Linked DNA regions of Mus musculus: region 1 is linked to region 2. Evidence: chromatin contacts called from public promoter capture Hi-C data. All regions are on one chromosome and are shown on one strand. The core of a region is the stretch at or near the end of the contact, and the rest is flanking DNA. Distances in the headings are between cores, read along the strand shown.

Region 1 (6,989 bases), core at 2,851-5,350, 160 kb after region 2:
AGCCCCCCAAAAAGAAAGACTTTGCCACCTTTACCTAGCTCATTGTGTATTGTTCTTTTTTTTTTTTTTTAATTAAAAGAAAAAGAAATATGTGTGTACGGGTGTTTTGCCTGCATATATGTCTGTGAACTACATTTGTAGGATGGCAGTGTAGGCCAGAAGAGAGTGCTCGATCCTCTGTGGTTGGAATCAGAGATAGTTGTGAGCTGCCATGTAGATGCTGGGAACTGAACCTGCAGAAGAGCTGCCAGTGATATGAACAGCTGAGCCCTTTCTCCAGCCTCTCTCTTTGTAATTCATAACAGCTGGCAATCACCACTTCACCTGTACTTTCCCCAACTCTTCAGGATGAAGCAAGTAGCACACAAGAACTAAGAAGAGCCTTATTGTAGGACTGGTACTTCCACTGTCTTAGCTATTGGCATCATTTGGTCTGCGAAGAGTGTGGGAGATACATCAACAGTTCTTTTAGTTGAACTGCTATTAAAGCCTTACTGTACTTAAGATTTACACCACCAAACATGGCTGAGGATATCGCTTACCTAGCATATATAAATAAAGCCCTAGGCTCCACTTTCTGGGATGTATGTTGGGAAATATGAGACTGTCATGAATACCAACCAATCAAAAGAAAATATTTACAACAATGCTTAATCACCTCTCTTATGCTAGTACTTGTTAGGACTTTCCTATCATTTATAAATAGGTGATGTCATAAAACAAATCGGAAAGTTTGTCGAGTTAAAAGTTAAAATTCAAGCACTGCCGGGCGTGGCGGCGCACGCCTTTAATCCCAGCACTCGGGAGGCAGAGGCAGGCAGATTTCTGAGTTCTAGGCCAGCCTGGTCTACAGAGTGGGTTCCAGGACAGCCAGGACTATACAGAGAAACCCTGTCTTGAAAAACAAAAAAAAAATTCAAGCACTGTGTGAAATCTAAGACTTAGAGATAAATTGACTTCAGGTGTTGCTTATTATATTTCTTGCTAAAAGAAGTTGACTAATTATTAAAAGGAACCTGCCCCCAATGGATAAATTCCCTGTAAAATTCAGGACTATACAGAGAAACCCTGTCTTGAAAAACAAAAAAAAAATTCAAGCACTGTGTGAAATCTAAGACTTAGAGATAAATTGACTTCAGGTGTTGCTTATTATATTTCTTGCTAAAAGAAGTTGACTAATTATTAAAAGGAACCTGCCCCCAATGGATAAATTCCCTGTAAAATTCACCAAGCCAGCTCTGGCTTGCAAAAAACAAAAAACAAAACAACAACAAAAAAAAATAACAAAACAAAAAACCCTCCAAAGCTTCCCACTCCTTTTTAAGATAATGTTTTATTCTCTGTGTCTGTATATATGTGTGCATGCATAGATGCACATGTGAAGGTCAGAGGACAATTTGTGGGTTCTCAACCATGTGGGTTCTGGGGACTCAACAAAGGTCTTTAGACTTGGAGGCAAGTGCCCTTCTCTGCTGAGTCATCTCACTGGTCCAACCTTCCCTTTTGCTACTGTATTCATTCCTTCTGTATTACCATGGTTCTTATCCCCTTATTCTCAGGTAGAAATAATCATGGTAATCTCTACTTAATTACTCCTTGAAATAGCAGGCTGGAACATAGAGCCTTTGATATATTAAACCCAAGTAAAAAAATACAAGCCGTTTACATAGTTCTGATCGCCAGATACCTTAGCTTACTGCAACTTTCCTATAAGAGACTTCGCTCCGTTGGTATGTGATTATTTGTTCTTGTTCTATTGTTTCTATGTCTATGGCCTCTCCCGCTTCCACAAATAGTCATTTTTCAGACATGAAAATAGAGAGACCCTAAACATGTAAGTAACTAAACAAAACATGTATCACACTGTTGTCTTTGATGGCTAACGCAGTGGTGAACCATGGCTATACATTAACATTACCTCAGGAGTCTTTAAATTTTAAATATCCTAGTTAATTCTCAGACCTCATTTCAATGTCTGCAATGTATAGTCAAGATGAGAACCATTACACCTAACTCCACCTGAATAGCTGCAACCTAGGTTTTTATATAAAAAGTCTGAATCCCCAATCCTGACTTCTATACAGAATTCAAGAGACTCCCAAGGCTGGGATCTGCTTTAAAACTATGGAATTCCTTTTCTAGTAAAAGAAAAGTACTCTACACTTCCCGGCTAGGGAAAAAATAGAAGTCCTCTGCATTATTGGGGGGGGGGCACTCACTCTGCTCCTTCGATATATAAAACCACAAAAAGCTGATATTAGTAGGGACACCAGATTCCTATCAAAATTAAATGTCAAAGACTCCTAGGTCCCCAAGGTTCCTTCGCCTACCTCCAGCAGGTCTATCATTCTGGTCATCTGAGAGTAGATAAGGACCCTATGTCCTTGAGACTTGAGCCGAGTCAACAGGACATCAAGGGCATACAGCTTTCCACTGTCAGTGATGAGGCTCTCCTTGCCTGGGGAGAAAAAAAGGGAGGGATGGAGGGAGGAAACTATTTAATTGAAGCAACAAATCACCCACTGCAAAGCTGTATGCAGCCAAAATTTCTATTATCAGGATGCTTGTCTCATTGGAACAGGAACGTGCTCTAGAGGCGGAATGGAAAGCTCTGCTAAATCCTGACTCCAGGGGTACTGAAGACACACCCTGAGAGGTGGAGGCAGCTTCTCAGCTGACAGCACCTTTTAGATGTATGGTCTTACTGAGTAGACACCAAGGATGCAGAGTTATTGCCAATGACAAGAACCGTGTTGTCAGTAACCTAGACACTCTAGTCCTTTGTTAAATAAACTAGAAACTTGTTTCTTCTAATTCTGTGCTTGTACTATTTGAATGAGACTCATGAATAACTCCTCAGTTAGTAGAACTCTTTGGGAAAGATTAGCAGGTGTGGCTTTGTTAGAGAAGATGTCACTGGGGGTGGGGTTTGAGGTTCCCAAAGAATTTCCAAAGGCCATGTCAGGTCCAGTCTCTTTCCCTTTCTGCTTCCAACTTGTAGGAAAGATGTAAGCTCACAGCTACTGTGCCAGCATCATGTCTGTCTGCCTACTGCTATGCTCCCTGTCAGGCCGATCATGGACTCAGATCGCAAAACCATAAGCATCTAAGTAAATGCTTTCTTTTGTAAGTTGTATTTATCACGGTGTCTCTCCACAGCACAGAACAGTAGCTAGTACCGTGGTTACATCCTAAAAGTATGAGAATATACTGAGATAAGGACAGCAGGCTGGAGACCATGTAAACTCCAAGAAAGGCAAATAAATGTGCCTACCATTGACACTCTTCAGTACCTTGCTATCAATTCCAGGGCCATTGCCTAGTGTGTGTTCTTTCAGTGGGCCCTACTCCCAGGTTTTCAGAAAGAACAGACTTGGAGTTTCTGTGAAATCAAACTGCTTTCACTCACTAACTTGTGTTTTCTCCTTCCTCTTCCCATATAAAACACATTTCAGCCAGAGATCTTTTAAGAACATTTAACTCACAAGTTCTCATCTTATCCATTCAGTACCATTCACTCATATCATACTCCAGGAAGGAGAGTTTCCTGTTTGCAGACCGTTCATAAACATGCCCTGAACAATTGCTGCAACAGAAGAGGAAGAAAGGAGGCTTGAGGGGTTGCTTAAGAGTATACATGGAAGTGGCTGGGGAACACAGAAAAAGAAAAAAAACACAGAGAATTTTACACTGACAACTGCCTACCAAAAGTAGAGACAATACTAAGTCAAACTGTCTATCCTTAGTTTCCCAGGTTAAAGCATGCTTTCTTCAGAACTGCAAAGGCCAACTATTGAGAGTAGTCCAAGAGTTCTCAACTGTCATTCTTGCCACTATTTGCCAAGTACACAATTATTGTCTACACCGAGTAAGAACGGATGTGCTGACAGCACCATAACAAATCACCAGCTGCTCTGTTTTTGCTACAAAGCTATGGGTCCTGGATGTTTACTCCTCTGCACTGCAGCCCGCCTTTTCCCACCTTCGGAATACTGCCAGGACACACTGCCCTGCCCTCCCGGCCGCTGTGGTCCACACCTTTGTTCAGCCTCTTTGTTTGCTCCTGTTTAGATTACTGAAATGTTCTTCTCTTTGCTGTCTCCTGACCAGCACAATCAAATGACTGCAGCGGGGCTGGAGTGAGTGCTGAGCTCTCTCCCTGGCACCAGACGAGGAGGCAAGTGGAAATTCCTAGTCTCATCAGGCAGCCATGCTTTCAAAACAACTCACAAAGCTCCCTTCTCCTCACAGTTCCTTCTCTATGGCTTCTCTTGATTTTGATAGCTTTTACTCTTTCTGACAGACCCAGTCATCTTTTTGTTTTCCCTTTTTTAAAGCCATACATTTTTTGAAAGGGAGTGGGCAAAAAAGCTCTCCACATTTTTATAGTGCTTATGTCCTCTCTCCATTCAGACACACCCCTTCAGAACAAACAGTAGAGCACACACAAATCTGTATGGTGTCTAGAATCTGAGAGGCATCAAGTTACTTTGTAATAAAAGATTTATTTATTTTATGTGTATGTGTGCTGGCTAGTCTTATGTCAACTTGGCACAAGATAAGAGTTATCAGAAGGGCTGGAGAGATGGCTCAGTGGTTAAGAGCACTGACTGCTCTTCCAAAGGTCCTGAGTTCAATTCCCAGCAACCACATGGTGGCTCACAACCATCCGTAACAAGATCTGACGCCCTCTTCTGGTGCATCTAAAGGCAGCTACAGTGTACTTATGTATAATAACAAATAAATCTTTTAAAAAAATAGTTATCAGAAATCAGAGAACCTCAAGTTGAGAAAAATGCCTCCATAAAATCCAGCTGTAATGCATTTTCCTAATTAATGATTGATGGGAAAGGGTCCAGCCTATTGTGCATAGTGACACCCCTGGGCTGGTGGTCCTGGGTTTTATAAGAAAGCAGCCTAAGTAAACTATTATGAGCAAGCCAGCAAGCAGCACTCCTCTATGCCCTCTAGGTTCCTCCACTGATGAACAGCAATGTGGAAGCATAAACCAACAAACCTTGTCTTCCTAGGTTGCTTGGTCATGGTGTTTCATCACAGCAATACTAACCCTCAGACAGTATGAATATTTGCCTACATGTGTGTATGTATATTGCATATGTGCATGGTACTCATGGAGGTCAGAGGAGGGCACTGCAAATTCTGGAACTGGTGATTTGGACTTTTGTAAGCCACAATATGGGTGCTGGGAACTAAACCTGGATCCTCTGTAGGAACAGCAAATTCTCATAAGTTGGCAGCCTACTTCTCCATCCCCTTTACTGACTTCAAAACTATGATTAAACAGTCTTCACACTTCCTGCCTCCCAGAGTTTCTTTACCTAGTTTGGTAACTAGGATAAACTAGTATTAGAAAGGTGAAGAGGGGGCTGGAGAGATGGTTCAGCAGGTAAGAGCACTGACTGCTCTTCCTAAGGTCCTGAGTTCAATTCCCAGCAACCACATGGTGGCTCACAACCACCCATAATGAGATCTGATGCCGTCTTCTGGTGTGTCTGAAGACAGCTACAGTGTATAATAAATAAATCCTTGGGCTGGAGCGAGCAGGGACTGAGCAAGCAGGGTTGACTGGAGCGAGCAGAGGTCCTAAAAATTCAATTCCCAACAACCATAAGAAGGCTCACAACTATCTGTACAGCTTCAGTGTGTACTAATATACATAAAATAAATAAATATTTAAAAAAAGAAAGGTGAAGAGGTAAAGACACACATGCACACATACACACAAGTGCACATGCACACAAAGATGAACTCAAACATAACAGAAATAGCAAGTGTTGCCTGCTTGTGACTGAGGGAGGTGAACACAGATGGACTAAAATCTGGGTTGGTTTTGCTTTTTGTGGTGCTAGGGGTCAAACACAGGCTTCATGCATACAAGGTGAGTGCTATACAGTGAGCTACATCCTTAGACTAATTTGGACCTTTTGGGACTGTTTTAAAAGAAAAGGTCCCAAAGAAACAGACTTGAACCAAGAGATTGAAACACTTAAAGAACCAAAAATATCTGAGTTAACCAGTGAATGTGCTATACAAAACAAACCAATATCCAGCATTTGTCTTTAGTGAGATATGCAGGAAAACAAGACCTTTCTTTTACTGTCCACACTGGTATCTTTGGCGCCCGGCATACATCACTCAATTTTTAAGAGCTACCCAGGTGTGCTGTACAAAAGCACTACTTGTGGCAAAGCAGGGTAAACACCAGAAGCATAATTACCAAGAAATCAAGCAGATTCTGTCCAGCCAAACCCAGCCTCAGCCCTTTCTTTAAAATTAGACCTCAAATCAGAACTATCCATTCTCTCACAATCTTTCCTGCAATCCTATGGTATTACATTTAAAAATAGGTTCTTACTGTCTACAGCTTTAAGTCACAAGACAGAAGATTAAATGTCTCTCTTTTCCAAGGAAAGAACCCCTCTGAAGGGCTGAAACCTGCAGAAGCAATCAAAGCATGAAACCCATGAAATTTTGTTCAGTCTTTCAAAGAATGCAAAAGACTCCACTTTTCCCAGGGAACCAAAAAATGTAAAAGTATAGAAGAGATAAAACACAGGTTCAAATGATACCCTCCCTGCCCCCACCCCACCCCAGCTAGCCCACAGAGTACAATGGGGTCGGTGAGGAGCTTGTTGGTTCTCACAGTAAACAGCCAGTGAGGCTGGTGCTTTTTATCGATGCGAAAAGAACTCAGACACTTCCTGCTATTTAAACAAGGTCCATTTTTCTTTCAAAGAACAGGAAAAGCCACAAGAGATTTCCCACAGCGCCAGCAATAGGCCTTCTACTACTATACTGGGAACCAAAGAGCCAGAATGAAGGAAGAAGAAATGCAGTGCATCTTGCTTCTTTTGGTACCTATTCTTCATTCTCCCTCCATGTCGGCAGTGTCTGCTCTGTCCTGCTTTATGCTTGGGCTTTCCCTAACTTCCAATCACTTTTACCCACGGCTTTCATGTATTCTAAAG
Region 2 (6,747 bases), core at 3,226-5,725:
GGGTTCCCCACGGTTGGCCCTAGCCTCTGACCTCTCATCTCTGCAGACACCAGCGGCTTTGATGAGCTTCAGAATATCCATTTCCTCAGTGACAAAGGTGAGTCTCCCTGTTCCTCTGTGTCACAACAGGTTCTGGCACTGCTGTCCCCACTCCACCCAACCGGCAGTGTCCCAGGGGTTCACTATGTGTACAGGCTGTGAACACACAGGCAGGGCCCGAGCTCTCTTAACTCATCTCCCAGGCACCACTAGTCACTCGTCTGATTATTTCCATCACTGCAGGCTCGTCGAACATATCACTAAATCATATGTGTTCAGGAAATTTCATAGTGCTGTCATACATGGAAAGCCACCATGACTTGACACACTGAAAACCACCCACCTAGCATTGCAAGGAACTGTGCTTGTGTCCCACCACCACTGGGGGATGAGAGGAAAAACAAAACAAAACTACCCAATATGCAAACGTAACATGTATGAAAAATAAAGATAATAGCCTGCTGCTGATGGCTTATGCCAGGAAGATCAGAAGTTCAAGGTCAGCTTCTGCTAAATAGAGTTTAGAGTTAGCCTGGGATACATAGTCAGCTTCTCTATTATAGGAAAAATTGGCTAGGCATGGTGGTGGGTGCCTTTAATCCCAGGCAGATCTCTGAGTGCCAGGAAAGTTAGTGCTACACAAAGAACGTCTACTTCGGGGAAAACTGGGAAGGGGGACAACATTTGAAATGTAAATAAATAAAATAACTAATAGAAAAGAAAATCTACCTCAAACCACTCCCCAAAAACCCAACCACTTCAGCTCAGTGTGTTGAACCTTCATACGGCTACAACTCTTTAATACAGTCCTCCTGTTGTGGGACCTCCAACCATAAAACTATTTCCGTTGCTACTTCATAGCTAATTTTACTACTGTTAATGAATCGGTAATGTCAACATCTGTTTCCCAGTGGTTTTAGGTGAAAGGTCACTCACAGGTGTTGAGACCTCTCTGCTTAAGCTGGGTACTCTTTCTTGCCTAAAGCCCACCCCTTTGGTTAAAAGTTCAAATTACTGGGTGGTAGGAATCAGAGACCTTGACACAGAGAAATTACATTGAAAAAGGAAACTTTGAGGCCAACAAGATGGTTTAACGGGGATAAAGACGCTCAGGCACTCGCTACCAAGCCTGGAATTCATCCTGTTGAAAAGTGACTCCAGTTTGTCCTCTGGCCTCCCTGTGCACATGCCATGCACATAAGTAAACAATGTACCCAGGCGTATCTTTAAAATAGAGTCTAAGTAGTAGTTCTCTTGGAGCTGAAGATTGCTATCCCTTTGTCTGTCTTGCCTTTAGTGAGGCGACATCTGCCCTCAGCCTGGCGTAGGGGGTACTTAGCTATCGTCCTGCGGGGCCTGATGGGTGGCAGCAGGGTGGCTCTTTGGGCTCACTTGCCCCTTCGTATGCTCCCTTACCACAGGGTACTGTGCAGAGCTGCCAGACACTGGGTTTTGCAAGGAGAACATCCCACGCTGGTATTACAACCCATTCAGTGAACGCTGTGCCCGATTCACCTATGGTGGTTGCTATGGGAACAAGAACAACTTTGAGGAGGAACAGCAGTGTCTTGAGTCCTGCCGTGGCATCTCCAGTGAGCAGAGTGGCAGTAGCGGGGTGAAGGGGAAGATTTGGCTAGGCCTGGGCTGGTCCCTCCTCTATAAGTGACTTGATAGCCATGGAGAGGGTGGCAGGGGGCTGTGGTACTGGAACAGGTGAGTCTAAGGACTTACCTAGTGCCGACTGGTTTCTCTATGTCACTTTGCAGAGAAGGATGTGTTTGGTCTTCGGAGGGAAGGCTCCATTCCCACTGTAGGTAAGCCTAGTCTGTCCTGTCACCAGTGTGGATATGTAGGTGTCAGTTCAGGAACGGGCAGCATGTGATTGCTTGTGAATGCCCAGCCTTGCTGAGAGGACCCTGAGATTACCCAGAGTGCACTTGAGTAGTGAGGCCTGACATAGGTAAAGGAGAGGAACTGTGAATTGCTTGCCAATTGTCAGGTATCAGAGCCCCTCTGGGCTTCTAGAAGCAGCTATTCTGAAGGTCTGAGATGAGTGTTCATCTGCTTCTACACATGACATCCCGGTCTTTGTCCATTCCACAGAGTGAGGGTGGTGGGTGTCAGACCAGGCAGGCCTTAGTAATGCCTCATTCTGCTCTTCCCCCAGGCTCCGCTGAGGTAGCTATTGCTGTATTTCTGGTCATCTGCATCATAGTGGTCTTAACCATCCTGGGCTACTGTTTCTTCAAGAACCAAAGAAAGGAATTCCACAGTCCCCTGCACCACCCACCTCCCACACCAGCCAGCTCCACTGTTTCCACCACAGAGGACACAGAGCACCTGGTCTATAATCACACAACCCAGCCTCTCTGAGCCTGGGACTCTTGCCAGTCTTACCAGGTCCTGCTTGCCAAGACAGAAGCTAGAACCTGGAAAAACTTGGGGACCAGACTCTTCCTACCTCTTTCCTGGGCATACTTACTCTGTCTCAGAAGACAGATCTCTGGGCCTCTCGCAGGAGTCTCAGCTGCACTCAGGCCAGTTCTGGAGAAGGCCCAAGAGTCTGGAAGGAGCAGAGCAGCCTTGAGCCAGGAGTACTGTATATAGAAGGACCTGCTTATCCAAGAGCTGGAGAAAGTTGGTGTTTTGTGTCTTGTTCAAAGCTGCCCATCACCATCCGATGACGCTAGGACCTTGAGTGGTATCAGAGGCCAGAAGCCACACACTGCCTTCCACATCTGTCCCTCCACTCTGCAACAGGCTGAAGGATGTGTGTCTCTGCACACACTGAAGGATGTGTCTTTGTAGTTTGTGCTGTAAATAATTGCTTTTGGGGCCCCAGGGTCATAGCTCAGTGGTAGAGTGTGTGTGGTCACCCTGAGCTCTCTACACCGAACCACAAGCTACATTAAATTACAAAATAAAGTGTTGTGTTTGTTGAGCTCCTCCCACCCCCACCCCCCACCCTCTTAGTTTCCAGTGCTGATGTGAAACTTGCCATGTGCAAGGCAGGTGCTGTGCCACTGAGCTATCTCCTCAGCCCTGGTTTGTGGGGTTGCTGGGGGGGGGAGGGGGCAGACAACTCCTGTCCAACTGGCTCAGCCTTTGGCCACCCTGTCCAGCAGGTTTTCCCTGTCTCTCCTGAAACTGCCCTGGCTCCTCAGGATAGAGAAAAATGTCACCTTTGACCACCAGAGTGGAGAGCCATGGGGGTGTTGGCCCCGCTGTGCAGGGTTTCTCTGGTTGCCAACACCACACCTACGCAGAGGGGGGGGTGAGGTTCAGCCGTGGTTGGGGGCTTGAACCCTGGCAGTCACTGCCATGTCACTGGGCATAGGCTATCCGTGCCCATCTGAGAGCCTGTGGCTGAGGCTCCAAGCTCCTCCCTAGTGGCCATTAGCTGAGGCACACCACTCCAGTCACCCCTCTCCAGGGCTCAAGCCACTTAGAGGTGCCAAAAGAGACTTGAAGAGATTGCACAGATCTGTGTGCCAAACACTGCGGGTCCGTACACATTTAATACTGTTGGGGTGCTTCTCAAATGCTCTACACAACACTTCATTTGCCCAACACACTGCCTTGTGCTGTTAATGGCATTCACAGGCCAGGAGGTTGACAGCAAAGCTGGAGTTCCCCAGTTCTAAGATTTATGGTAGAACTGGATCTGAACCCTGGTAGGGTGGCCCAAAGGTCCCATGTTCCAGGAAAGGTTAAGCAAGCTTGCCGGCTGTGCATATCTCTACCTTCCTGTCCACCAGGCTAGCCCTCTGTCTGTCTGCGGTGCCTATTTCTGTACCTGCGGTGCTGCTGTGTTGGACCACATCTTTTCTCATCACTCAGCTAAGCTCTGAACCTTAGCTGGCCCAGGTGGCTGGCACACCCTGCTCCACACCCTGGGTTTGCCAACAGGACCCTGAGCACATAGCATCCTTTCTTTTGTCTGTGTATCCGTCTCCCTCCTAGGTTGTGAGCTCCTGGAGTCACAGATGGCATCTGAGTCATCCGTATCTAGCATGCCATGTTCCCTCAACTACCTTGGTTAATGGCAGTTACCCATCGAGGGCTGAGTACACACAGGGGTGGAGTTTGTTCCTTTTGTCCCATTTCAGGGGCCATGGGATTTTTTCTCACTTAACCTGACAGCCATTTACCCACACTAAGGCTCGAAAAAGACATATTACCATCTTGATTCTTTGTAAAGTACAGGTTGGTGTAATTAATGATTCAAAGACTATCCAATTTCTAGGAGGGGTGGTCAACATAGCAGGTGCCTAGCAAGTGTTCGTTTGAAAGGAGCAGCCTGTCTGGGAGTGGTAGATGTGTATGTGCCGAGCAGACAAAACGCCTGTATTAATCAGCCCACCTGCGGTGACTGGCTAGAGGAGGAGGAATCTCGCAGCAGCCACCAGGGGGCGCACTTACCATTTGCTCCTCAAACCTGCTCCTTATCTCTGGATCTCTGCTCTCGGTTTCATCGCCACCTGAATAATGCTTTGTCATGCCTTCCTGATTCCCTGCTTGGCACCAGCAATTGCCTATGCCTCAGGTGTTGTTTTGCCTCAAGAAAAGCACCTTTGCCCCATGCAGCACTTGTCTCAAAAAACTTAACAAGTTTGTTAAGCCTTAAGCTCACTGTGTGAACCTTGCCCCGTGTCTGCCCTGGATTGTTTGGCGATCCTTAGAGCAGGGCCTGAGTCTTACCCCAGTTGTGTATATGAAGTACTCAGAAAACAGCAGCTGTAAAGAGGCTGCTAGAGCTGTGCGAAGTGAGAAGCTGGAGACAGTACAGGTGTGGAGTGCTTGCCCAGCATGCATAGTTCTGGATTTGGTTCCCAACACTGGGGAAGAAAAAGAGAAAGTAGGTCAGTGAGCTTGGCCAGCAGGTAAAAGTGATAGTTCCACAAGTCTGATGACCTGGGACCAATAACGTTTGATCCTGGGACCTCACTGCAAAGTAGAAGAGCCAGGCATGGTGGCACACTTTTACCCCCAGCACTTGTGAATCGGACAGCTGTCTGATCTACATCTCGAGTTCTGTGGCAAGTTGGGTTACACAGTGAGACCTTGACTCAAAGAATTAAATAAATAAAAAGTGGAAGAGAGAACCATCTGCAGGTAGTCCTCCTCTCCCTGAACTCTGTGGTTGGTGTGTTTACATCACACACACAATAGTAAGACAGTGCTATGATTTATCTTTCTTTATGTGTAGGTGTCTATATCTGTGCATGGGTATGTGTGAAGGCGGGAGGCATCAGAAACCCTGTTGCTGGAACTCCAGTCTGTTATGAGCTGCCTGATGTGCTAGGAGTTAAACTTGGGTCCTCCGGAAGACCAGCAATACACTAGCCACACAGCCAACTGTCCAGCCACACAGCCAACTTTCCAGCCCCATTTTTTAAAAAGGGGTTATAGATATGGTTGGATGTGTGTTTAATCCCAGCACTTAGGAATCAGAGTCTGGCAGATCTCTGAGTTTGAGACCAGCCTGGTCCACATGGTAAGTTCAAGGCCTGGGCTGGCGAGATGGCTCAGTGGGTAAGAGCACTGTGTACTTATTTATAATAATAAATCTTTGGGCAGGAGAGAGCAGGGACCGAGCGAGCAGAGGTCCTAAAATTCAATTCCCAACACCACATGAAGGCTCACAACCGTCTGCACAGCTACAGTGTTACATAAAATCAATAAACAAATCTTAAAAGTTTCAGGCCAGCCAGTGGGACTTTGTCTCAAAATTTTTTTAAAGATTTATTTATTATTATATCTAAGTACACTGTAGCTGTCTTCAGACACTCCAGAAGAGGGTGTCAGATCTCATTACAGATGGTTGTAAGCCACCATGTGGTTGCTGGGATTTGAACTCAGGACCTTTGGAAGAGCAGTCAGTGCTTTTACCTTCTGAAGCCATCTCACCAACCCCGATTGTCTCAAATTTTAAAATTAAAAAAAGGGGATAGAGAGAAATTTCAGTATGTCTCTGGGTAAAAGCACTTGCCTGAGCTCAGTGCCCAGGACACACACACACACACACACACACACACAGACACACACACACACACTGTAGTTTGTTTGTTTGTTTGTTTGTTTTTAAAGATTAGCCTGGAGGCTGAGCAGTGGTTCTACACACCTTTAATTCCAGCACTCAGGAGGCAGAAGCACGCAGATGTCTAAGTTCAAGGCAAGCCTACTCTACAGAATGAGTTCCAGGATAGCCAGGGCTACACACAGAAACCATGCCTCAAAAATAAATAAAGATTAACCTGGGAAAAAATAGAAAGACTCTTGTCTCCTAAAAGAAAAACTAAGCAAGAAATAGCTTCATAGGCTGGAGAGATGGCTCAGTAGTTAAGAGCCCTGATTGCTCTTCCAGAGGTCCTGAGTTCAATTCCCAGCAACCACATGGTGGCTAACAACCACCTGTAATGGAATCTGATGCCCTCTCTGGTGTGTCTAAAGACAGCTACAGTGTACTCACATACATAAAATAAATCTTTAAAGAAAGAAAGGAAGGAAGGAAGGAAGGAAGGAAGGAAGGAAAGAAAGAAGAAAGGAAGGAAGGAAGAAAGAAAGGGCTTCACATACTAGGTATTAAGTAGAAGAGTGAAAATTCTAAAGAGATGCTTGGGTTTAATTTTGTTCTTTATGCTAGTGTGCAGGTGCACATGTGTGTGGTTTTGGAAGCCAGAGAACAGTCTTGGGTTTCCTTCTTCA

The links. Capture Hi-C pulls out chosen DNA fragments and counts their contacts.
Region 1: a contact with region 2 is called in a promoter capture Hi-C map of liver. The contact joins two enhancer-like sites. A contact is called at or near these places in 2 of 15 datasets of contacts at CTCF or cohesin (large pre-B cells and pro-B cells), 26 of 484 Hi-C or Micro-C datasets (the C2C12 cell line, the G1E-ER4 cell line, LSK cells and 21 more), 2 of 115 datasets of contacts at active chromatin or transcription factors (astrocytes and embryonic stem cells) and 3 of 9 other capture datasets (adipose tissue, liver and pancreatic islet).

The regions. Positions count from the first base shown.
Region 1 is chr2:119,404,486-119,411,474 of GRCm38.p6, forward strand. Ino80 (INO80 complex subunit) reads right to left here. Exons shown (of 36, transcript NM_026574.4): 27 at 2,331-2,458. Among named protein-coding and RNA genes, the nearest start is that of Chac1, 57 kb to the left of the region's middle. Within about 2 kb of position 4,101, at least 33 of the 459 cell types and tissues checked have an H3K27ac peak or open chromatin away from gene starts, as enhancers often do. A contact at or near this core is called in liver, pancreatic islet, stem cell-derived neural stem cells and 1 more, where this site is marked.
Region 2 is chr2:119,246,551-119,253,297 of GRCm38.p6, forward strand. Spint1 (serine protease inhibitor, Kunitz type 1) reads left to right here. Exons shown (of 11, transcript NM_016907.3): 8 at 47-97; 9 at 1,461-1,631; 10 at 1,806-1,853; 11 at 2,207-2,964. The coding sequence ends at 2,412. Among named protein-coding and RNA genes, the nearest start is that of Spint1, 13 kb to the left of the region's middle. Within about 2 kb of position 4,476, at least 86 of the 459 cell types and tissues checked have an H3K27ac peak or open chromatin away from gene starts, as enhancers often do. A contact at or near this core is called in liver, pancreatic islet, stem cell-derived neural stem cells and 1 more, where this site is marked.